3 separate regions of the Mus musculus genome follow, and all the other regions are linked to region 3. A link is a contact called in public promoter capture Hi-C data. All regions are on one chromosome and are shown on one strand. The core of a region is the stretch at or near the end of the contact, and the rest is flanking DNA. Distances in the headings are between cores, read along the strand shown.

Region 1 (3,249 bases), core at 682-3,181, 110 kb before region 3:
AGCTCATTTCATATATAAAGATAAGGCCTTGCCCTTCTAGAGTAGTAGCCCTTCTGCTGAGAAAAGCAGACAGATTTGCCTTGCTAACAGGCTTCATATTAAAGGATACACAGGTTTCGGATGTAGCTTTTTACTATTCCTTTATTCAAAAGAACTTGCTTCAAGATAGCTGCTCTCAGTGATAACTACTTGTGTTAAATGATGTAAGTGATTGTAAATGTGTAAACAATGAGATGGAATAAAAAATCCGGTTTTAAATTAATGTAAATTCTGAGGGTCTAATAACGTGGTTTAAAGCATGTAAACATTAAATAGATAAGAAAGTGGTTTAAAGTAATGAAAAGTTTCAGATGTCCCAGGAGAACTTCTACCTGTAGCAACGGAATCTAACACTTGTCTGAGTTACTCAGAAACCTGTAAGCTCTCTTTCTCCTTCTTCCTGTTTATTCTTTCAGACACTGGCCAAAGCTTGAGCGTCCTTTCCCGTGCTTTTACTCAGCTCCCGTGCTTTTACTCAGGCGCCTCCACCCTCCCCAACTATACCTCTGACACTGGCCACCACACGGCTGCTCCTCCTTTGTTGTAGTTGCTGTGACCAGTGACAACTTAGTGAGAAAGGGGGTTATCTTAGCTGACAAGTTACAGTCCATCACACAGGAAATCAAAAGCAAGACCTCGGGCCAGAAGCTTGAAAAAGACACCACAGAAGAATACTGTTCTCTGGCTTGTCCCCAGGTTCACGTTCACCTATCCCGCTTGGAGAGCCCAGGATCACCTGCCCCAGGGTGGTACCACCCACAGTGGCTCCGACATCAATTAGCAATTAAGAAAATGCCTCACAGACACAGCCAACAAAATGGCATTCTGCCCTGAGCGGTTCACTTGAGGCCGCTATGCCGCGACATTGTAACAGCTGAGCTACTATGGCATCCACCCTGTGGCTATTTATACACAGCTTCTTCTCTGCCCTGCTGTTCCCAGTAGCTTGCTGCAGCTGCTTGCTGACCACTATTGCTGCTCTCAAACTCTAAGAAAATTGTTCCTGCGCTTCCTTCCAAGTCTCTAATTCTTTTACTAATGAGATTGATTAGTAAGCCAAACGAGTTTTCCCGGATAACACACTCAACAAAAAGGCAAATAAGAAACGCAGATAGATGACTTTATTAGGGATTCAGAAACCCCTCTGAAGCAATCCTGTTTGGGTTCCAACACAGCGCAAAGCTAAAGGGTCATTTTGGAAGTGTTTGTGGCTTTAAACAGTGTTAGAAACACCAGTCAGTGGCTCAAGGCAAAAGGACACCTAAAACCATGATGCATTGCACCTACGTTTCTTGAAGGTGCTGAGAACTCGCGCCTCCGGATTTAGAGTCAGAAGGAAGGCGTGTGGGGTTTCTCTTCCTCATGAAAAGAGTTGTCTGTGAAAGCAACACCTTCAATCAACTGAGCACAGACCTCGTCATAAATCAGAACTGCCAAGAGAGAGCTTTGAAACCTGTTTCTCACCAGGCCCCACCCCAGCCTCATTAAATCCGAATCGCTGTAACGGGATCCCGAATCGCATCTTCATTCTCAGGAGCTCCCAGGTGAGCCCAACGAGCAGCCAAGATGGAGAGAAGACTGCAGCAAAGCCTTAAAGTGCTCACATCTTAAATTTGTCCCAGATTAATCTGCGAGGCCCCTGCAGAGCCATGAAGCAATGGGTGCAGAGCAGACAGGAAAAGAAGCCCTGACTCAGAGGGAAGCCGGGAAGGGGGCGGGGGAGGGGGGCCGCCACCCACTCCTCCACCCTGCCTCGCAGTCGCCAGCACCACCTGCCTTGGAGCAAGAGAAACCCTTTTCCTTCTTTTTCCAAGCTCCAGTCACCTCCTCTGGGCTCACATCCGCCAGTTATGTAACCCACGGAACCGTTTTTTCTTAAAGTTCAAAGTCAAATTGGATCTAGCACAGCAGGAAACAGGATAAATTTAGAGAGGCTCTCAGGTCTGTCAGCAGAGGCGCGCTCTGGCTCCCTCCCAAGTGCTGTGAAAAACTCCCAGCATTCCGAGGCTGCGAGCGCAACTAAATATTCATCTCAGACGAAAATCATTATAGGCGGATCTGGGCCATTCTCACTCTCGCAAGCCATTCCTATTCCTGCAATGGTGCGTGGCCATCACCATCTTCAGCCACCTCTTTTCTTTTCTTTTTCTTTTTTTCTCTTTCTTTCTTTCTTTCTTTCTTTCTTTCTTTCTTTCTTTCTTTCTTTCTTTCTTTCTTAGTAATAAAAATCAAGTGCGGGTGCTAAGGAAGATTTCAGGTGGAGATCCTTTTATTAATTAAAGCCCACAGTTCATGCACGGGTGAGATGCTGGGATAGGAAATTTAACGGGCACGTAGAACAACGGAAATTCCTTACATTTAAGGATTTTTAAGGGGAGGAGGTGTCGAAGTAGTGGGAAGAGGTGTCAGTTTAGAAGGGAGAGGTCCCTGGGTTTATAAGTGTGTAAGCTTGGACATTCATGACAAGATAACCATGTAGCTGTCAAAGGAGAGCTCCATGGAATCTGTTCTCGCCTTTATGTCGGCGCCTGGGCATCAACTCAAATCATGTGACCTGGCAGCAAATGTCCCCAGCTGCTGAGCCATGGCGTCTGCCCTCCAGAACATCATCTGCCACACAGATGTCACTCCGTAGCGTGAGTCAGCACTTTAATGAGTCTTAATACTTTGATATTCTTGTCCATAAGACAGGCATAAAGGATTGAAGAGTATTATCAAGGGAGAATTCCAGAACAAATCCATCTAAGGTGCATGTCATGCGCTGCCATTCTGGTAGACACCTGTTCTCTTACAAATCCACTGTCCTCACAGGCTGACCATGGGAAACACAGATATCTTCATGGTGAGAGGCTGCAAAGTGACCTGAATAAAAAAATGTCCCTTGTCATCATTAGAAATAAGTTCAGGGTTGCAGAAGGACCGCCACTCCAATTAAAGGGTTTCAAGAAGAGAAAGGGTTGTAAAGGGAATTATGGGAAGTGGGAAGTGGCGGACCACGTAAGTAGCTTAAGTTCCAAAAATGCAGCAGGACCTTTGTGTAAACAAATGTTTTTAAAGGGTGTAAGGGTTAAAACGTCTGCATAAAGGGTTTAGAAGATGAAGAATGTAACAGATTTTAATTCCTTGACAAGAACAAAAGTTGTGCAGTGTTTGATAGAAAAGACTACCATTTCATGTGTCTCACATCCCTGTTGTGGATGTCAGCAGTCT
Region 2 (3,277 bases), core at 448-2,947, 74 kb before region 3:
CTCATATAGCCCAGGACCACCTGCCCAGATAACAGTGTTTGTCTTGTACAGAGTGGGGTCCCTCTCACATAATTAACAAGAAGCCAAGTCTCCACAGACAAGCCCACTGACCAGTCTGGTCAAGTTTACAGTAAAAGCTAATTACAACAGGTTAATACACAAGATAAGAGAGGGAGGGCTCGAGCCGAGCGTGGTGGCGCATGCCTTTAATCCCAGCACTTGGGAGGCAGAGGCAGGCGATTTCTGAATTCGAGGCCAGCCTGGTCTACAGAGTGAGTTCCAGGACAGCCAGGGCCATACAGAGAAACCCTGTCTCGAAAAAACCAAAAAAAAAAAAAAAAAAGGGAGGGCTCCTCAACTTTCTGATCAACATTACCAATCTGGACTCTGAACAGATAGATGTCTAAGAGCCTTCCAGAGCCTAACGAGGGAGGGGTTCTAAGAGGCTCTATGTGCATGCTCCAAGACTCAAGACTATGCCCCAGGCAGAGCAAGCCCCAAGGGCACCGAGAAGCCACTTTCAGGCAAAGCAAGAGCATCACTTCTCAACAGCAGGTAGGCCATGAACAAAGCGTTAACTAGAGTACGCACTTCCTGCCGCAGTGCTAGCAATGCCTCTGACATGGCTACCTACTACAGCCCCTTGGTCTCTATAGAGGGAAGTCTGGTAAGCGCTGGACCAGATGAAGCAGTGCCAGTACTTAGGCACTGAGCATACTGAAATGCAGCAGAGAGCAGGACTGAGCCACTTTGCACTGGATATAAGGGACACATCCCAGATCCCCTTCATGCCATGAGCAACAAACTCAGACACAGACACCCATCTTGCTCAGAAATACCTCCTTGCTTAGGAAACCCTTCCACATGGAGGGTGTGTGATTCTCAATGACTTAGTCCCTGAACAGCCACTCCCTCCCTCTCAGCAGACCAGCCACTCAGCCTCCTTAGAGACACAAGCCCAGGCACTATGCAGAGAGCTCTGCTGCTGCATTCAGACTGGAAGGAAGCATCACGGCTGCACCTGCATGTGACAGGTGCTTGGGCCTCTCCTGTGTGACACTGGCCACTGAGTAGAGTCCTGGTACCACTGTCAACCACTCTGCACACAGCCCCACATACGGAAACTGGGACCAGGGCAGTAGTTTCTGCCCTCACTCAAGATGACAAAAAGGACCTTATGAGAAAAGGGAGACCCTAACAGTGGAAATTTACCAAAAATATAGAAAGAAAAGGCAGGAATTAAGACAGAGGGAGAGAAAATAACCCAACAGGTGCAAAGGTTTCTCTCAGTACACCAGTAGAGAAAGCAGAAGTGACCTGCATACTCCAGTAGTTTACTCCTGTGTGGCTCGTTCTGCAGACCAGTGAGCCAGACAGGAGAAACTGAGGCCCTTGCTCACACTAGAAGGGTCCTCCCTGGGGCTAGGGGAAATGAATAAACAGTGAAGAAATCCAAACTGGTTTCATGTGGCACAGGACAGTTGTCAGGGACTGCCTTCCAAGGAGCTGGTGCTAAGGCTGAGAAAGGAAGCAGCAGCAGCAGCTGGATTGAAACAGCAGGCCCCCAGGCAAGGAAACCCTGGAGAGAAGGCAGCATCCCTACACAGCAGCACTGAGCACTGGAGCCCAGGGCCACTCCTGTCCCCAGGGGCTGACTGTAAACAAGAGGCCAGAAGGCCTTCTAGGAAGCCCAGGGGTAAGCCAAGAGCACTGACCCTGGAAAGCTGAAACAACTCAAAGCAGAGTCCAGGTCCCAACAAGGTAATGCCCTAGCTCAGCCTGAATCTCTGCTGCCCACAATCTGGTACCAGAAGGCCAGAGAATAGTCATCCCATGGAACAGGCAGACTTTCAGATCTGCAGATGGATTGGGGGTGGCGGCTGCTTCCATAGGAAAATATCCACAGCAAGTCAGTATTAAGACTTATTGAGTATTAAAATGAGCAGGGGGGAAATATGCTGTGCACAGGTAGAGTAAGAGGGATGGCATAAGGGACACAGTGTATCACAAAAACAGTGAACCCAGAAGAGAAAGCTACCTCACTGCCAGTTCCACAGAAAAAAAATCAGAGCGTGTCCCTAATGTTGAGAAAAGTCAGGAGTCAGGAAGAAGCTGCTGGGTGTCAGTGACAGAGCCAAGGCAAGCAGCATCCAAAGATGGACAGACATTCAGACACTTGTCACCCCAGGAAGGCAAAGCCAGCAACACAGGAGCAAGGACCTGACAGAGCCTCCCCCTAGACTGCAGGCCAACTTCAGCCTGCAGTGCACAAGCATCTGAGGTCCAGAAAAGTCTGCCTCACAAAGAGGCCAGCTTAGACAGAGATGTCTAGACAGGTCAGCAATTAGTATCAATCTTCAGACCAGAGGAGACAAGGTCCTGTCTCGGAGGACAGGTGGTGGTGGCACTGTTCTGCCATGGGAGAAGAAAGCCAAGCAACCCTACAGGGCCACAACAGGCTTCAGGGAGTAGAGCCCTTATCCACTCTACAAAAAATGCATCTATCCAGTCCCTTCATAAAAAGACACTGGCAGCAGCCACTATGCAGTATGAAGAACCAAACCACATCTCAGGCAAAAACTACACACACAGGGTCAGAGCAGAGCAACCCAGAGCCCAGGGATGCAGGGCTGGCCCTGCAGAGCTACTGAGAGCACAGGACAGCACAGAGGAGCAGCACGGCCAGCAATGAACCTCCTGAAAACACCGCCTGCGACACTGGCTCAGTAAGGGCTCAATCAACAAATACTAGTGAATGAAACCACACAACAAAATAGCAAACTCACAGCAACGCCTCATGTTCAGTCAGGAGGGAAGATGCAGAAGGGCGGACTTCTCAGCCCATAAACTGAGAGCAAACCGGTTGGTGCCTTGTTAGCACGACCTTCTGCACTCGGGCTTTGTCAGTTTACATTCTCAGCCACAGCACTCGCTCTCAGGAGCCCGGGTTTCTATTTGAAACTGCACGTTTCTTACTGAAGCAAAATAAATAATTTACTAGAGTTTTCATGAAGATGATTCTAGTGAGTTTTTCTGTTGGTGGCTCCAAGTACTATCTCCAGGATCTTGGAGAATACCATCTGCAGCTGTGGTCATCTAATTATCCTGGCGATTTCTGGGTGATAGGACTGAGATACTTTAAAGCTTCCACTTTTAAAAATATGAGCCAGTTTTACCGATTCATCAGTATTTTAGAATTGGTGCCAGAAATGATGGCTCACGTTTGTAATCTTGGAAGCTGGGAGGCTGAGACAGAACAGCCTTAAGTTTACATCAG
Region 3 (3,372 bases), core at 432-2,931:
ACAACAACAACAACAAATCTCATCCAATATTTTATATAGCTTTTAAAGATGGAGATTTGATAAAAGAAGCCATTCCATCACAGTGCTGGACCAGAAGTACCAGAGTGGCCTGTACGTCCTCCTCCTTGTCCTGCCTGTAAACACTGACAGCCTTCACCCCTTAATCATCTTCCAAAAAGCCAGATCTAACTGTGGTTCACGATGTAAACTTTCAGTCAGTAGGAAATGCTGCCCGGTGAGGCTGTGAATTTGCAGAGCTGAGAAAGGAAGGCAAGTGGGCAGTGTGCAAAGCAACTGTGTAGCAACTCCATGCTTACCCCTGGGTATTTTGTATCCAGTTTCCCTCCATGCTTACCCCTGGGTATTTTGTATCCAGTTTCCCTCCATGCTTACCCCTGGGTATTTTGTATCCAGTTTCCCTCCATGCTTACCCCTGGGTATTTTGTATCCAGTTTCCCCTGGTTTTCTCAGATTCCGCAGGATGTGGTCTGAGTGGATATTTATCACCATGCCCACTAACCACAGGGCAAAGCCTGAAGAATAAACAAGATGATTATAGTTAATAACTGACAAGACTTAAGAAAGCCATGCTCAGCTGAACAGCACACCTCGATCCTTTGTACTGATGTCAGCCTGAGTGTGAGCAGTGGCTCACAGCAACACCACATGTACCAGTGCGAGCAGTGGCAGTAGGCTGCTTCCTTGAGCATGCTATGGACAGCCATTCTACCCAAAACACTCTGACCTAATTCGTGGTCTCAACCTGTGTTTTTACCATGACAGGAACAGAAAACAGGACTTATGACCTGGTCAGGGGAACTAGCCTGCACGTATGACCTGGACAGGGGCACTAGCCTGCACGTATGACCTGGACGAGGGAAATAGCCTGCACGTATGACTTGGAAAGGGGAAATAGTCTGCACGTATGACCTGGACAGGGGAAATAGCCTGCACGTATGATCTGGATGGGGGAAATAGCCTGCACGAATGACCTGAACAGGGAACTAGCCTGCAAGTAGGTTTATCTCCCCTTTTCCTCTGGAAAACTGCATGAGGAAATGCTCAAGGCTTCCCCTCCATATAAGGAGAGGCACATGCTTACTGGCTACACACCTTACCCCTGGGGAGTAGGCATGGAGGTTAGGATCGTTGACTCTGCTCCTCGTCTTTCCTTTTCCTTCTGGATCTGTAGTGCACGTCCCTGGCTTTCACCCCATTAACCTGCTCCCAGCCCCCGAGTCAGCTCTCCTCAGTCACTTGGCCACTCATCCCCTTAGCTTCCATCCCCAGGGGTTACAAACTACACGGCTCTCGCTGGCCCCCACCCAGCACCTCTGAGGTCTCTTTCCCTGGGATGTTTCTTAGAGCCATCAAGAGTGTTCCTTTTTTAGGGAGCGGCGTGCGAGACTTTAATGAAGATGCATTCACGTCTGCTCCTGCATGGAGGTTAGGAAAGAGGCTCTCAGAAGTGGTCATCACTGAAAGTGTACGTGTCACACCAGCTATTTTCACCGGGAAAGTAAAACGCCAAAACTCTGCTTTATAACAGCAACAACAATAAAAAAAAATTACTCCGATATCAAAAGCCAAATCTGATTTTTCTGCAATATTAAAAATGTGAAGGCCAAATGGTGTTGCAACTGTTATCAGCGCTGTGTGCCCTCAGGAAACTGTTCAATTTGCCAGGCCACAGGGTGCCCTCTCATAGTAAACAGACCCTTCAGAATAGGCTCCTAGGTTTCCTTATCCTGGAAATAACATGTTTTTTCCTAAACATATCAAATGCTGTGATAAGGCTTTCTGTATCTAGAGTGGACTCACTAGTTCTTCTTATATTTGGATTTTGGATATTATATCTACATGATTTGGCTCTTAAATAGTCATAAAGGAAAGCATAAAGGAAAGTCCAGACCCTGGGTTTACCTCATTTCCCTTCTGAGAGACCAGCTTTCCTCAATGCTGGAGATTGGGAGAAAACTAGCATGTGTGTTCATCCAAGACATGCACTGAATTTAACTTGTGGAATTTTTAAAGCCTTTAAAAAAATGTATCTAAGATGGTTAAAAACTGATTGTCAGCTTGATAGGGTCCACAGACACAGAGGAGACAAACATTTGGACAAGTGTGCACAGGTTAATGGAGTTAGAAGAGGCACTGTTCCACAGCCTGGGGTCCTGGATTAAATAAAAGGAGAAAGCCAGCCTGATAGCAGAGTTCACTGCCCTTTGCCTTCCAACTGCTGACACAACATGACCAGTTACTACCAGTCATGCTAGCAGGGTGTGCTGTCCTCTCAAATAGTGATTTTTGTTACAGGGAGGAGAAAAATAACCAATCAAAACTACTTTGAAGGAGGGGTACAGCATTGCTATATATAAGAGCAAAATGAAGGCATTTACAAAGATAGCAACGGTGCGGGCTGGAGTGGTTAAGAGGGTTAACTGCTCTTCCAGAGGTCCTGAGTTCAATTCCCAGCAACCACATAGTGGTTCACAACCATCTGTAAAGGGATCTGATGCTTTCTTCTGGTGTGTTTGGAAATAGCTACAGTATACTCATATAAATAAATCTTAAAAAAAAAAAAACAAAAAACAAAACCGGGGCTGGTGAGATGGCTCAGTGGGTAAGAGCACCTGACTGCTCTTCTGAAGGTCTGGAGTTCAAATACCAGCAATCATATGGTGGCTCACAACCATCTGTAACAAGATCTGACGCCCTCTTCTGGAGTGTCTGAAGACAGCTACAGTGTACTTACAAATAATAAATAAATAAATCTAAAAAAAAAAACCCAAAAAATCACTATCCTAAACATTAAAAAAAAAAAAAAATAGTGGTGCAAAGATAACCTTGATCGCCACACTCCTAACTGGCTCACAGTGGGAGTTGGAACTTCATGCTGGAGAAGCTGGAGAAAGATGTAAGCAAAACTTACTGGCCTATCCTGTTGGGAGTTCAGAAGTCCAGATTCCCAAGAGAAACATAGATAGTAGAGACCTGCTTCATGCTATCCCAGAGGGGAACACAATATCAGGAACTGGGCTAGAAGCCATTTATGATGCTACATTGTGGCAAAGACTGGCAGCATTCTGCCGACATCTTGAGAACTGGAATGAGGCTGAATTCAAAAGAAGTGGCCTCACTTGCTCTGTGGAAGGAATCTTAAGACAAGAGTATCCAGGCTGTGGCTTGGCCACTGCTTGCTACTCAGAATATGGAGTAACAAGTGTAGCACAGGGATGAAAATGTAGCATTTTGTGGGGAAGAAGCAAACCTCCGGGATGCATCTGAGAGGGTTCCCAGAGCACTGGGCTCTGGGGGTTGGGGCAGGTTCTTGGAGCTCAGTTCTGTTCCCCTCTCTCCTTCCCTTCCAAC

Evidence for each region. Capture Hi-C pulls out chosen DNA fragments and counts their contacts.
Region 1: a contact with region 3 is called in a promoter capture Hi-C map of liver. The contact joins two enhancer-like sites. A contact is called at or near these places in 1 of 115 datasets of contacts at active chromatin or transcription factors (pancreatic cancer cells) and 2 of 9 other capture datasets (adipose tissue and liver).
Region 2: a contact with region 3 is called in a promoter capture Hi-C map of liver. The contact joins two enhancer-like sites. A contact is called at or near these places in 2 of 39 promoter capture datasets (cranial neural crest and maxillary cranial neural crest), 3 of 484 Hi-C or Micro-C datasets (CD4 T cells, centroblasts and muscle stem cells), 3 of 115 datasets of contacts at active chromatin or transcription factors (the HPC-7 cell line and embryonic stem cells) and 3 of 9 other capture datasets (adipose tissue, liver and pancreatic islet).

What each region holds. Positions count from the first base shown.
Region 1 is chr13:69,480,345-69,483,593 of GRCm38.p6, forward strand. No RefSeq gene overlaps it. Among named protein-coding and RNA genes, the nearest start is that of Tent4a, 52 kb to the right of the region's middle. Within about 2 kb of position 1,932, at least 69 of the 459 cell types and tissues checked have an H3K27ac peak or open chromatin away from gene starts, as enhancers often do. A contact at or near this core is called in liver, where this site is marked.
Region 2 is chr13:69,520,749-69,524,025 of GRCm38.p6, forward strand. All of the region lies in intron 1 of Tent4a (terminal nucleotidyltransferase 4A), which reads right to left. Among named protein-coding and RNA genes, the nearest start is that of Tent4a, 11 kb to the right of the region's middle. Within about 2 kb of position 1,698, at least 33 of the 459 cell types and tissues checked have an H3K27ac peak or open chromatin away from gene starts, as enhancers often do. A contact at or near this core is called in liver, where this site is marked.
Region 3 is chr13:69,594,485-69,597,856 of GRCm38.p6, forward strand. Srd5a1 (steroid 5 alpha-reductase 1) reads right to left here. Exons shown (of 5, transcript NM_175283.3): 3 at 432-533. Among named protein-coding and RNA genes, the nearest start is that of Srd5a1, 15 kb to the right of the region's middle. Within about 2 kb of position 1,682, at least 9 of the 459 cell types and tissues checked have an H3K27ac peak or open chromatin away from gene starts, as enhancers often do. A contact at or near this core is called in liver, where this site is marked.